Linked DNA regions of Oryza sativa: region 2 is linked to region 1. A link is a contact called in public HiCAR-type data. All regions are on one chromosome and are shown on one strand. The core of a region is the stretch at or near the end of the contact, and the rest is flanking DNA. Distances in the headings are between cores, read along the strand shown.

Region 1 (7,003 bases), core at 2,528-5,027:
TGCGGAGCGACGAGACGGGCCTCCCGGAGACGGAGGCCGCGTTCCACGCCGCGCAGGTGGAGGAGTTCCGCGCCGCGGCGGCGGCGGCGGCGGGTGGGAGGTTCTTGCTGATGGACGTCAGCGGGATGATGCAGATGCGCGGCGACGGGCACCCTGGGCAGTACGGCCACTGGCCGCACGAGAAGGTCGGCTTCGGCATCGACTGCGTCCACTGGTGCTTGCCTGGCCCCGTCGACGCCTGGAACGAGCTGCTGCTCCACTTGCTCCGTGGTTAGGCAACTGAGCATGATACATCTACCTAGTCTTAGTTTTCTCTTCCTTCGCATTGTATTGTACAAGTGGCATGCATTTGGAATTTTGGATGCGAATTGATGTCACACCGCATTTGATGTTTTACTGAGGTACAAAAAGTTCGATTGAGACATCCTGCAACAGAACGCAAAAGAAGCTTTCTTCGGTAAAAAGAAATGCCAATTTTCTCAGTTGAAACGGAAACTCTTTTAATCACTCGATTGGACGTCCACTCGTTCCGGTTGAAACGCCAATATCATCTCATCTCATAAAAGAAGATTAATTGAGCTCTCTAGTTCACTGCTGATAGCATGTGTGCACTGGATGCGATTTTCTCCTGGTTTACAGAATGTGCTCAGTTGGCCTCCTGACAGCATAAACAAAAACCATAGTATCACGTCGAAGTCAACCCAGTGTGCTTGGACGGATTATCAATTCTGAAGGGATGATCAGATCCAAGATGTAGAATTAAGCTGAGCAGGCAGCATCTTGGACATTAATTGCAGCAGAACTGGAATACTGCATCTCGTTTAAAAGTTATTCATAAAAAGAACTTCAGATAGCTGTTAACTGAATATCTTTACATTCTGATTTTTTTTTGACGTAAGTACATTCTGAATTCTAACATATGATATACAGAGTATCTGTTTAGAATCCAATGAGGAGGGCCCCCATCGAGATGTTTGCTGAACTGCTAAGCTCAAAGCACTTTAAGTAAGCACTTCTTATGTTATAGAAAGGACATTACGATTAATTATGATATCTGCAGTGTCTGCTCAGCTCCTGATCACGATCTGGACATTTGGTTCCATTTCTGGAGTTGTTACCACAAGGCAGGTATCATGGCGTACACGTTCCACGTCGTTGAGTTCCCAGTTTTGTGCCTCCAGACGCCAATGGCAATGTCGGTTACTCGGTTGGACTTTGGAGAATTGAAGTTTGGAGTCATGGATCTCCACTCCACATGGTCACCATGCATAAATCACGAGACAGAAAATAGGAGTATTCATTTAAATCAAGTCAACAAGATTAACAGTTTGACATAGTTTCCATTTTTCTTTTAGAAGAACAGGAAGCTTGACCTAATGTCCCTCATAAAATAGGAGTGTCAACGACCCCAGTGTTTGTTTGGAACAATGTGCATCTGCCCTCTCTCTCTCTCTCTGTTTTTTTTTCAAAAGGCAAACAAACTTAAATCGATCAATTGAGTTTAGCAAGTGCAATATCACTTTAGGAAAAAAAAATCAATCTTGCATGCCAGAAATCATATACAAGTACTTTTCAGGACAATTTGGCTTCAGTTTAGGTAAGCTACAAAGACATGATGAAAACAGAATTCGTCAATCCTGCAAGTGGAACTTGAAGACAATGGTCATGTAAATATTCGTGAACTTTGGATGGAGATTTACTAATAGGATTGCTATATGAATAATTGTATCTCTTCCCTTTTTTTTGTTGGTGGGTCTTAAATTTATCTTTTCTTTATTATTTGTTAGATATTACTCAATTCGTCACATTGTAAGTGCAGTTGTGGATCTCCGTATCCAACGTTTGACCGTTTGTTTTATTTGAATTTTTTTAATGATTGGTAGTTTTATTGTAATTAGATGATAAAACATAAAAAGTACTTTATGTGTTACTTATTTTTTTTTAATTTTTTCATACAATTTTTAAATAAGACGGAGAGCCAAATATTGGACACGGAAACCCACAACTACACTTAACACTTAAATGGGACGAAGGTAGTATCATATTTGGCTTTATGTCAGGGACGATGTAACAAGGGGTTGTAGCTTCTATTGAAACAAAGTCTTGTTTCTATCTATCATCTAAAAAAAATCAATCTATTAGCCTTTCTCAATTTACAGAACAGTACAGTTTTCCAGATTTCACATAAATGATCTTCCAGGTATAATGCACCAATTGCATTCCACAAGCAGCACTTTGAAATTTTGGTAGAGCAATTGAACTCATGATCTACTTGAACGAGTATATACTAGTACTATTGATCAACCAGCATGTGGAACAGCAGCTCGCTCCACAGGTCAATCGGCCCCGGCAAGCACCAATGCAGGCAATCCACAACGAAGCTGCCCTCCACGCTGCCGCCCGGCGGGTGCCCGTACCGGCTCGGGTGCCCGTCCGGCCGCAGGTCCATCGCCTCGGTGATGTCCAGCAGCCGCAGCTCGCCGCCGTTCCTCCTCACCGCCGCCTCCGCCTCCCTGACCGCGTCGACCTGCGGCACGAGCAGATCGCATCAACATTTTCTGTTGCTAAATCGGAGAGTTCGATAGGAATCTTGGAAAATGCAAAAGGGTGTGTTGAGGTTCTTGTCACCTGCACGGCGAGGTACTCGGCCTCGACGGCGCCCAGGGCGCGCTCGTCGCGCCGGAACGGGCGGGTGCGGACGCAGTCGCCGCCGGTGTTCCACTCGCCGTTCTCGAAGTGCGCGGGGGTGACCGACCGGAGGATCGCCTTGCCTCGGAATGTCCCCGGCGCCGCGGCGAGCGCGCCGAGCGCCGTGCTGAACGCGGCGCGCACGGCGCGGGGCACGGCGATCTCGGTCGCGTTGGTGACGGGGGCGGCGCCGTTGCGGCCGACGGCGCGCCCGCCCTCGTAGTACACCGACGGGCGGAGGAACCAGTTGGTGTCCGAGAGGACGACGTAGTCGAACTCGGCGACGTGCGCCGCCCACCGGGCGTCCGCCGTGTCGAGGTGGAGGTCCCACAAGCCGAGCGTCGCGTTCGCTAGGTTGGCCTTGACCAGGAAGGGCGACCAGAAGAGCGAAGCCGTGAAGCCATGGCTGTCGTACCGGAAGTCTCGCCGGACCGCCCTCCCCGTCACGTCGATCTCCGGAGCCGCGCCGACGAGCTCCACCGGCTGCGCCACCTGCGACACACTCATAACCAAGCGGCCTCCATTTCATCACCAACAGATCGAGCAGAGAGAAGCCAAGACTGATCTACGCACCTTGGACAAGAGGCACAGCAAAGACTTGAAGTGGTTCCTGGCGAGCGAGTCGCCGACGAACGCCATGGATTTGCCCCTCATGGCCTCCAAGAACCTCGCGGCGTCGAAGCGGGGGAGCTCGCACCCGTCCGGCTTCCACCTCCAGCTCACGTACTCGAGGCTCGGCTTGCCGAACTTCATGCAGTTCTGGTGGTCGTCGATGAACGGGCACGTCAGGTTCGTGTAGTACGGCGCCTCGCCGTCCGGCACCCACTCGCCCCGCGTAAGGTTGCACTTACTCACGGTGGCCGGAGACGGCGACGACGACGACGACGACGATGACGAGGCGGCGTCAATGTTCGGGTAGCGATCAGCGAAGGTGAAGTCATAGAGCGAGATGAGCCCGACCACTAGGAGGAGAGCGATCGGCGCAGCGATGGCAGCCGATCGCTTGGGAAGAGGCAGGTTGTTCTTCTGCGATTTCATGATGAAATCAGAGCGAGGAGATGTGCTCTTGGGAGAGGAGAAATGGAGGGTGCAGAGTAGTATGGTTTACTCTTCGCTTTAGCTTGTTGGTGGCGTCGTGGCGGTGGAGGTCAAAATCTGCATTGCACGACTAACGGAGACATTATAGTAATCCGTAAGAGCAAGGTTAATAGTGTAGGCCGTTGACAGCTCCAATTACCTCCATATCATTTTATAGTTAGTACTAAAATCAACTAGTACAATTAATAGGCTACTATGTTAACTGCACGTTATCATTTAAACAATTAATTATTCATGCACATATTAATCATATAGGATTAAGAGTGAACACTATCCCTGTGACCATTTGAACAAGCCATCAGACACCAGAAAGACCGTGTGGAGTGGGGAGCGGAAGGGAAAACGCACACAGGATCAGGTAGGGTTGGTGCGGGCCCACAAAAGCTATTTCCTATCGCCCGTGCTGGCTGCTTGCGAGTGATATGCGCGTGAGAAACCGTGCTACCGCCGGCGACAGATTAGTCGCTCGCTTTATTCTCTCTCTCCTTGATTCTCTTCCTTCCACGTAATATTTTGCTGATGTGTAGTTTTTTTTAAGAGCCTGCTGAGTCATTCTACTGTACCTACTCTAATTACTGATTAGTTTGGTAACAGAAGCCCTACCGCTGCAAACTGCCGGATGATTGGCAGGTTGCAGAGATGTTTAGGACCTCAAAACTGTTCACGCTACCGTGTTCGATTCAGAATCTGATGTCGCTTTCAGAATCATACCATCATATTTTTCTTTTGTGCACAACTTGATTCAAGTCAAATTCAGTTTCCTGGACAACGTGCAAACCTGTGTCCCGACAATCCGAGTTAGTACATTCCTACGCATGATCGCTGTGGAAACCAGGGCACCCTGCAGGCTGCAGCCTGCAGGGAGTAGTTTGAGACAAAAGCAATCGAATTTTCAGTGGTCAGAGATAAAAACACAATAGGAAGGTTGGTGAATAGGATCTGCTTCGTAGCTTCCTTGGTTTCCACGTTCGCAGAATGCAGAGCACTAGTAAAAACTGGAGTTTGTTTGCTCCGAAATTTAACTTTGTGCTTGATGGTAGCCAGACATGCCAAGATTTTTTTCCCCCCAACCAAACTCTGTTTTTACTATCCGATTAAGTTTCTGATTATATTCGATCTGAATAATCTACCAAACACGATCAGAAAGACATGATCATTTCATTTGCAGAACAAAATTCACACAACCTCTGATCTAGAGACAAGGAAAGGAATAGATAGCAGAAACACAGGGCGCAGTGCCAAATTCAGTAAACTGGGTCCCAAAAGTCTGGTTTACATTCCTACGCATCATCGCCGTGGAAACTGGAAAACAAGGGGGCCCTGCACTCTGCAGGAGCTCAATCGTTTCAGAATTCAGACCATAGTAACCAACAAAATAAATGGGATTTCCAGCGATCAAAGATAAACAAAATAGAGTCAGTGAATTGGATCTCCTCCGTAGCTTCCTCGAGAGTTTCCACAGCTTGCAGAATGGAGGGCACTTGTCAAAGCTAAACCTTGGTTGTTCCAAAGTTCAGCTTGATGTCTGGGCTCTTTCTCTGCTTGAAATATCCGGTTACATTTGCAGATCATATTCAATCAGGATGAAGAATGAACTCACCAGACATGATCGTTCCATTTGCAGAACAAAATCTACACAGCTTCTGATCTACAGACAAGGAAAGGAACAGGCAGCAGAATCACTAGGTGATCACTGATCAGTAGTGCCGGCTGTTTTTCCGCATGGCGCAGCAGGCGAGGGAGTAGGCGAACATGCATATGAGGATCGCGAGCGGTACGTGACACACTGATAGTTTTTTTTTATAAGTGATGCTTGTATTGCTACTGATAAATGAATGAGTGAGTTCAGCATATTCAGAAATGGATGCAAATGCATGTAAATTCCTTAGGTAAAACCTCGTAAATTAACAAACTCATTTTGCAACATACAATCTTCCATAATGAAAAGAAGGTATATTTATTTTCCTTTTTTTTAGAAAAGAGCAAAGGGCCATTGATTAGTTGATTTTGAAAAGGAGAAAAAGAAAGAGAAATTTAAGAGCATTTTAACTATTTTGTCAAAACTATCAATTTGCGCAACTTTAACTAAACATTTCAGATAACTACAACAACAGTATATGCTTTTATCATAAAGCTGCAACTTCCACCTGTTATGCTGAGATGAATACTCATCTTGTTGCATGTTGGGCCTACTTGTTATACACATACAAGGGTTTAAGTAGTAATTCTCTAATAAAATCATTTGTTATTATTGCAGTTTTATAAAAAAAAACACCTATAGTCTCATGAACGGTAGGTTTATTAATAACTATAGTCTCATGAAATTAAATACCGACTTTTGAACAGTCTGAAATTCTGAACTGCACGACCAATATTTATCAACAGAAATATATGAACTCCTGGACAAGCTCATGCAGGTATATCAATTTCAAGAATCACCTATGAAAACACCAGTATCACAAAGGAACATTTTCACAGATGATATTAATGGTCTGCTGCTGCGAGGAGGGGAGGTTTTTACCTGCGGCGGCCGGCCTCGCGGCCCGTCCATCTTGCTCTCGCAAGTCGTACCGGCGGCGGCGTTTGATCTCCTGAGCGCGCCGGCCGTCATCACCTCCTGCCGGAACCGCCGGAAGATGGACTCCTCCCAGTCGTTGTCCTCCACTAAAAGATCCGCACTTGCAACCCTTCGCCGCAACCACCGCCATCGGCACTCGCTGGGCCACGGACGGCAGCGAGCTCCTCCCGGAGAAGCTGGAGCAGCGTGCTCAGAAGGGAAGTAGTGGCCGGAGCAGCCACGGACTGTCCATGGCCTACAATAGGTTTAGCGCTCTCTCCCCTTCAGGGAATGGAAGTTTTTGAGGGAATAATTAACTATTTGTAACTCTTACGAGTAGTGATAAAAGATTTGCCACTGAACCTACATGTCATAAACATATCAGGGCCCAATGGCCCATATATAATAGACAGCGAGTGACAAATCATTAATTACCACATTTTAAAAGTGATAAATAGTTAAATGTCCTAGGCCTGTCTGAAAAGAGATTCAGAATAACACGCTCCTCTAAACAATTCAGTTTTTCATTCATATTATGAGAAGGTATATTTGTATAATCTAGGAAATCAACTAGATGTCATTCTCACTAGCTGCTTCTCACAACCTAGACCAAAGCACTGTAAACCAAATATAAATTATTACATTTCATAGTTGAATGAT
Region 2 (6,522 bases), core at 2,434-4,933, 200 kb before region 1:
TACATTTGTGCGTGATATTCTTGCATATTTCTATGGTCATCTTCCATCCAAGTTAATTGTTAGGATCCTCAACGTGCTGGGTGTTAGCACTAAGGTAGACCCTATATACTCTTTGAGTTATTATGGTGCTTCCTCCTGCCCATCTTGGTTAATTCTTTACTAATGTGTGCAATTTATAGACACCTTTCTCAGAATCATTTGCCCAGTATCTAGCGTCATCAAATTCATCTATTTGTCCACCACCGGAATACTTCGCCAACCTTTTGTTTGGCCTTGTTAATAATGTCATACCTCCTTTGAGTTGCAAGTCCAAATCAAACCCATCGGATGCTGCTGGCAGTACAGCACGCACAACTTATAACAAGCCTTATACATCTTCCGCTGGAGGAATCAGTAACTCTGATGGTCAGAGGGCATTTTATCAAAATCAGGATCCTGGATCATATACACAGCTTGTTTTGGAAACAGCAGCCATTGAAATTCTCTCACTTTGTGTGCCAGCTTCTCAAATAGTATCCTCTCTAGTTCAAATAATAGCACATGTACAAGCAATGCTCATACAGTCAAATAGTGGTCATGGAATGTCAGGTGGTTTGGGCCAAAACTCTGGGGTGCCGACTTCTTCAGGTGGGGGAGTTGAACCTGTTGGTGCCAACCGACCAAACACCACAGCAAGTGGAATCAATGCATCTAACTTTGTTTCTAGAAGTGGCTATTCCTGCCAACAATTGTCTGTTCTGATGATTCAAGCTTGTGGTCTGTTGCTGGCACAACTCCCACCAGAATTCCACACACTTCTATATGCAGAAGCAGCCCGGATCATAAAAGATTGTTGGTGGCTTGCTGATAGTTCAAGGCCTGTTAAAGAGCTTGATTCTGCTGTTGGGTATGCACTGTTGGATCCTACTTGGGCTTCTCAAGACAATACATCTACAGCCATAGGTATAAGAACAAAGCTTTGCTGTGTTCTTCACATGTTCGATATTTTGCTTATATAGCTAAACTTTAGCTTATGTATCACAGTTCCCCTTATGTGTATGTTCCACCTTGCTTGCAGGTAACATCGTTGCCCTTCTTCACTCGTTTTTCAGCAATCTTCCACATGAATGGCTTGAATCTACCCATACCGTCATCAAGCATCTTCGGCCAGTCAACTCAGTTGCCATGTTAAGAATTGCTTTCCGCATATTGGGTCCCTTGTTGCCTCGTCTAGCCTTTGCTCGACCTCTGTTCATGAAGGTATTCTTGGTTTGCTTACCACTTCCTGATGGTTAGATTTTTGCATTAATAAATTGGAATTGATTTTGAGTTAACTGCTGGGGACAACTTCGTATGATATTGGCGCTTTGAACTGGATCAATATATGTTTACTTGCAATCAGTAGCTATTACAGGATCGTGCTTTGTCTCTTAACATCTTCAAAATTTTATTTAATTACATCTTTTGGTGGCATAACCTACTAATCGAACACAGAAAAAAAACATTATGTAGTTTTCTGTATTGCTTTGTGTTGTCCTTTTATGCAATTAAGCTAAAAAACGAACTGCAGTTCACTTTTGCTTTATTACTCTATGGTCCATGTACATCCTATTACGAGATTTGTTCATCTTGACCTACACACCACAGTAATTCTATATGAAGAAACTACTGTCTTCCGTTCTCTACTAATTTAGTATATGCTGCTGGGATCTACAGACCTTGGCTTTGCTGTTCAATGTGTTGGGGGATGTATTTGGGAAGAATTCTCAGGCTTCACCTCCTGTGGAGGCATCGGAAATTGCTGACATAATTGACTTCTTGTAAGGCGCACTTCATCTTTTCCGCACTTGTCATCTTCCCTGGCATGCAGTTTGTTTCAGTTCTCCTTCTACACTAATTGTTACTGCATAACTCATTCTGCATTATATTCTCACTGCATCGTTCTCTATATATAGTCTTATAACAGTTATTTTTTTTCTTTGTTGCTAAAATAGGCACCATGCAGTCATGTATGAGGGTCAAGGAGGTCCCGTTCAGAGCACTAGCAAGCCCAAACTAGAGATATTGACGTTATGTGGGAAAGTAATGGAAATTCTGAGGCCAGATGTGCAACATCTTCTATCCCACCTGAAGACTGATCCAAACTCTTCAGTTTACGCAGCTACTCACCCCAAGTTAGTTCAAAACCCATCTTAGTATTACAAGGCCATGGAGGAGAACTGACATATTTCAGTCGGAAAGATGGGAGGTTGTTCGAATGTGTTTCTAGAAGGCGAGATTCTAATTGCCGCTGCTTGTTAAATGAAAATTTGCTTGCTCCTTATGGCCATCACAAATTCATGAATGAAAATTAGCCTGTTAAATGAAAATTACAAGTTCATGAATGTTGTAAAATAGACCAGACCTCATCCCCTAGATCTTGCTGGAGGGATAAAGGTTGATGATTTACAGTAGTTGTAACTAATAGCTTCATTAGGCCGGGATGTAGATTGAGATTGCCCTAGTGGTTAGAGAGAGACATTATTCTCCCGATCCATGTTTTCACTTTGTAGCTAGCGTTGTTGTACATGAATGTAAAATACTTGATTCAGAATTTATAACATAAACACCAAATTCTATCAGGCCAGGCATACGATTATTCGTTACTCCATTCAGGTTGCAGCTCGTCAGAGCTGTATTTATTTGCACGACCGCAGGAATGCGCGGCAATCAGTGGAGTGATGCTATTAGACAAGCAGTTGGTTGATGGTCAGAGTCAGGCCTCGCCATCCATGTACGGTTCTTATCAGAAGATTGAATTCTTGCAAATTTGTTACGGAGAGAACGGACCACTCACATTTCAGATAACGACCATTCCCATAAGTGGGCAGCTGTGAACAATGTACTATCACCGTGAGCTGTGGCTATCATGTTACTTGAATGCACATCTTCGAAAGGGGATGCTCAAAATATCGTTCGTTCAGGTTACTACCTCCGCATTCTTGCACTGCAGACTACTGTAGACAGTACTACATCGAGGTTGGCTTTGTAAACGCCGAAGGTTCATGGTTATATACCATTATAGGGTCAACACAAGCTTATCTTATCAAACATAACAAGGTGGTGGATGTGTTGCATAGTTGTTGGCGAAAATATACGGTAGAAACTGCATATAAACATAGAAACTATTATAGGATAAAAAAAATGGACGTATGAGATTTGTAAAAGTTGAACGTCTATAATTTGTCCACGTCACTATAAGTAATACTTTTACTACTAAATTTAATGAATTAAAAATTTTGCTACAAGTAAAAATTTATATATATATATATATGTGATTTCTCTATATTTATTTCCGTTGGAGTATACTCCGTTTCCGTTGGTGAATAATGGATATCACTAGAGAATGCAAAAATGCTTTGTATTGTACTCGTAGAAGTTGTCCTGTGCTGCTGTGCACAGGGTGAGCGAGCTGTGACACAACTGCTCAAGGACGTGGATCCTCTGCAGACTGCAGTGGTACTGACACTACGCAGACAACGCCCCCGTCGAGAGCTCAGTCCAGATTACACGTGTACGCGTAACAGCATTTTGGAGGCCTGGAGGGCCAGGAGGCTCGCAGCCGATGTCAGTGACGGCCTGACGCCGTCACGCCTACGACTCGCCTCGGCCTTTCCACTTCTGGCCGCATCTATTAATCCCCGAGCAGCGCCGGAACCTCTCCAAATTAAGACTCGGGTGAGCTCATCAGGCTCAGTTCATCCCTCTCGTGAGATACAGATAGCCTCGCAAATCAGGGATCAGCGTGTGATGGGCAGGCAGCCGTGCTGCGAGAAGGTTGGCCTGAAGAAGGGGCCATGGACGGCCGACGAGGACCAGAAGCTGGTCACCTTCCTCCTCTCCAATGGCCACTGCTGCTGGAGGCTCGTCCCCAAGCTCGCAGGTGCATGAGCATGCATGACCATGTGTTTCCATCTGATGCGCGAAAGGGAAAAGGATTCGCGTTAACATGCAGATCGTCCTGCAACTGCAATGGGAGTGACTGTGCCTTCGGGTTTTTGCTATGTTTCACTCGCAGGGCTGCTCAGGTGTGGGAAGAGCTGCCGGCTGAGGTGGACGAACTACCTGCGGCCCGACCTCAAGAGGGGCCTCCTTTCCGAAGAGGAGGAGAAGCTGGTCATTGACCTCCACGAGCAGCTCGGCAACAGGTGACAATGCCTCCAAAATCAGATGCTGCCGCATGCATGCCGCCACTCGATCCAAAATCTCATGGTGTTTTTGTGCGTCGCGTGCGTGCGTACAGATGGTCCAAGATTGCGGCACGGCTCCCCGGGAGGACGGACAACGAGATCAAGAACCACTGGAACACCCACATCAAGAAGAAGCTCAAGAAGATGGGCCTTGATCCCGTCACTCACCGGCCGGTGATGTCACTCGCTCAGCCTGATCCCCTGAAGCAGCAGCAGCAGCAGCATGAACCGTCCGTCTCCGGCGGCACCGGTGCCGACGACAAGGAGGAGGAGGAGGAGGAGACGCCGACGAGCGCCCAGCCACAGGGCGTCGCTTGCGCTGCTTCATCCGCCTCCGCCGTGTCGTCGTCATGCTCCTCGTCCGCCTCGGCCTCCGCCGCGACACCCGGCGCGGACGTGGACTGGCCCGGCCTCTTCGAGGTGGATGCCATTCTTGACATTGACTGGGCTGGCTTATTGTCTGCCTGCGGCGACGATGGCGGCTGCAGCGCCATTGGCGTCGATATGTTGTTCGACCAATGCTCTGACGTTGGCTTTGATCAAGATGTGTGGATGTGATCCTGATCCTGACAGGAGAGTTTACGTCCGTGAGTAGAATTAGATTGGCCGTGAAGTTGAGATTCATATCTTCTTCTTTCACTCTTCTTTGTTTTCCTATATTGAATTCGTCCATGACAAGCATGCATATTTGTTGACAATGAAGAAGAGAAGAAATGGTTTGGTGTGTTTTGTGATAAAAAATGTAGAAAGTGTTCAAGCAGTTGCAGTTCACTTCATTTCGGGGAATCCATCCCTTATGAGCAAACATCAAAATCTTAGTCCATTTTTTTTCTTTTTTGCTCTTGAGAAAGTTCTTTTAAAAGGAGCTTGGTTGAATACATGGATTTGTTCAAATGATGACACACAGCAGAGAGCCTGGAGCCAAGCTCACCAGATTTATCTCCAGTCTGGATAAAGTAGCACTTTAGTGGAGTAGTATTCAGAACATACCATGATCTAAAATTTCTAAACCGTGCGTGGACCAATCAAGGGATAGAAAGGCTACACTACACAAAAGCATCCTCCTGAAAACGCTTTCTTTATTTGGCGAGGTTTAGACGAGAATAAAACTAAGCAACAACACTCAAAGCTAGCGTGTGATTTGACACTCCGAACGATCAACTGATCAAGGCCCCTTGAGGATACCAGGCACATTATACAGTGCCAGACACACTTGTCAGCCATGAAAGTATGAAAACGAAGCTAGCTTGTATCGCACTACCGCCTACGCACGTACATGCGTGATGCGTCGTCGGCGTGGTGTCGACTGCCACTCGGTGCTCGGCCCGGCGGCCGGTAGGTGCCCGGTCGCCGGCGCCGCGCGGCCCAGGTTGACATTTTTGGGTGGCCGCCGCACATACATACGCATACGCCCCTGCCCGACGTGTGATCGGTCGATGTGCCCCGCAGCCGATCCGCCGGGCGGCGACCCGCGAGAGCTACGTGCGTGCAGTGTCCCATCGACCTGACGTCCCCTGCAGTTTGCACCACGATGTCACTGCATGCCGATGGCGGCAGCTGCGCGCCTGCATGCGCCCCCTCCTCCGCGTGACCTCACCATGGCGTAGCGCTTGCGTCACCTTACCCTTTCGTGGTTCCAAACTTGCAATAGGCCAATCAATCGAAAGGGTACCTGATGATAATGTATTAGTACATTACAACGCATATGAGATTATGAGTAGATAACACGATAATGTATTAATTAGTACATTGTAAACGTATGTTTAAATTTTCTTCTGATCGTAGCTAGGAGTAGTACTGAAAATAAGGCCCTGACGTCTCAAACGCGACCCTTCTGACTTCTGAACAGGCACGTATGTACATAGCTGCATACATCATAGCATGCGGTCCGGACCGCCTCTTGAGGCGCAGCATGCATGCCTGTAAAAGTGTAAAGAGAGTAATAGTAGGACGCATCACTGCATCGCATCGCATCGACTGATCATTCACGTCTCAAGCGCTCGCTGCTACCCGCAAAAAAAAAGAAAAGGAAATCAGTGCAAAGTCCTAGTATGATCACCAATCCGCAGTCGCAGGCACGGTGCCAAATCATGAACAATCGATGCCGACAAATCATGATGCCCTCAAAATTCACCTCATATTCATGCATTGCACGCAGCAGCAGCGAGCGAGCGCGCGAGAGCCAGCAGTACGGGGCCGGCCGGCGATCGACGAGCGGCCGGCAAAGGCCCAGGTGGCTCGCCACGGCTGGCGGGCGGGCGGGCGGCGACACTAACTTTTTCAGAGCGAAGCAAATTAGAGCGCGGCTGCAGGT

The links. HiCAR-type assays count read pairs that join an accessible place to other places.
Region 2: a HiCAR-type map of leaf shows a contact between it and region 1, with 2.5 times the contacts expected there. The contact joins the promoter of LOC4330632 here to the promoter of LOC4330606 in region 1. A contact is called at or near these places in 3 of 15 Hi-C or Micro-C datasets (leaf and an unstated tissue) and 1 of 4 datasets of contacts at active chromatin or transcription factors (leaf).

What each region holds. Positions count from the first base shown.
Region 1 is chr2:30,833,944-30,840,946 of ASM3414082v1, reverse strand. It overlaps LOC4330606 (protein trichome birefringence-like 19), which reads right to left and starts at 3,777. Exons shown (of 3, transcript XM_015768416.3): 1 at 3,262-3,777; 2 at 2,629-3,180; 3 at 2,124-2,527. The coding sequence starts at 3,726. The coding sequence ends at 2,294. It overlaps LOC4330605 (mediator of RNA polymerase II transcription subunit 11), which reads right to left. Exons shown (of 5, transcript XM_015768417.3): 5 at 6,852-7,003. It overlaps LOC107276830 (protein trichome birefringence-like 19), which reads left to right. Exons shown (of 2, transcript XM_015771054.3): 2 at 1-424. The coding sequence ends at 275.
Region 2 is chr2:31,033,144-31,039,665 of ASM3414082v1, reverse strand. LOC4330632 (MYB-like transcription factor ODO1) reads left to right here and starts at 3,683. Exons shown (of 3, transcript XM_015769385.3): 1 at 3,683-3,901; 2 at 4,037-4,166; 3 at 4,262-5,040. The coding sequence starts at 3,769. The coding sequence ends at 4,766. LOC4330633 (mediator of RNA polymerase II transcription subunit 23) reads left to right here. Exons shown (of 20, transcript XM_015769629.3): 16 at 1-94; 17 at 180-942; 18 at 1,058-1,239; 19 at 1,696-1,799; 20 at 1,974-2,600. The coding sequence ends at 2,175.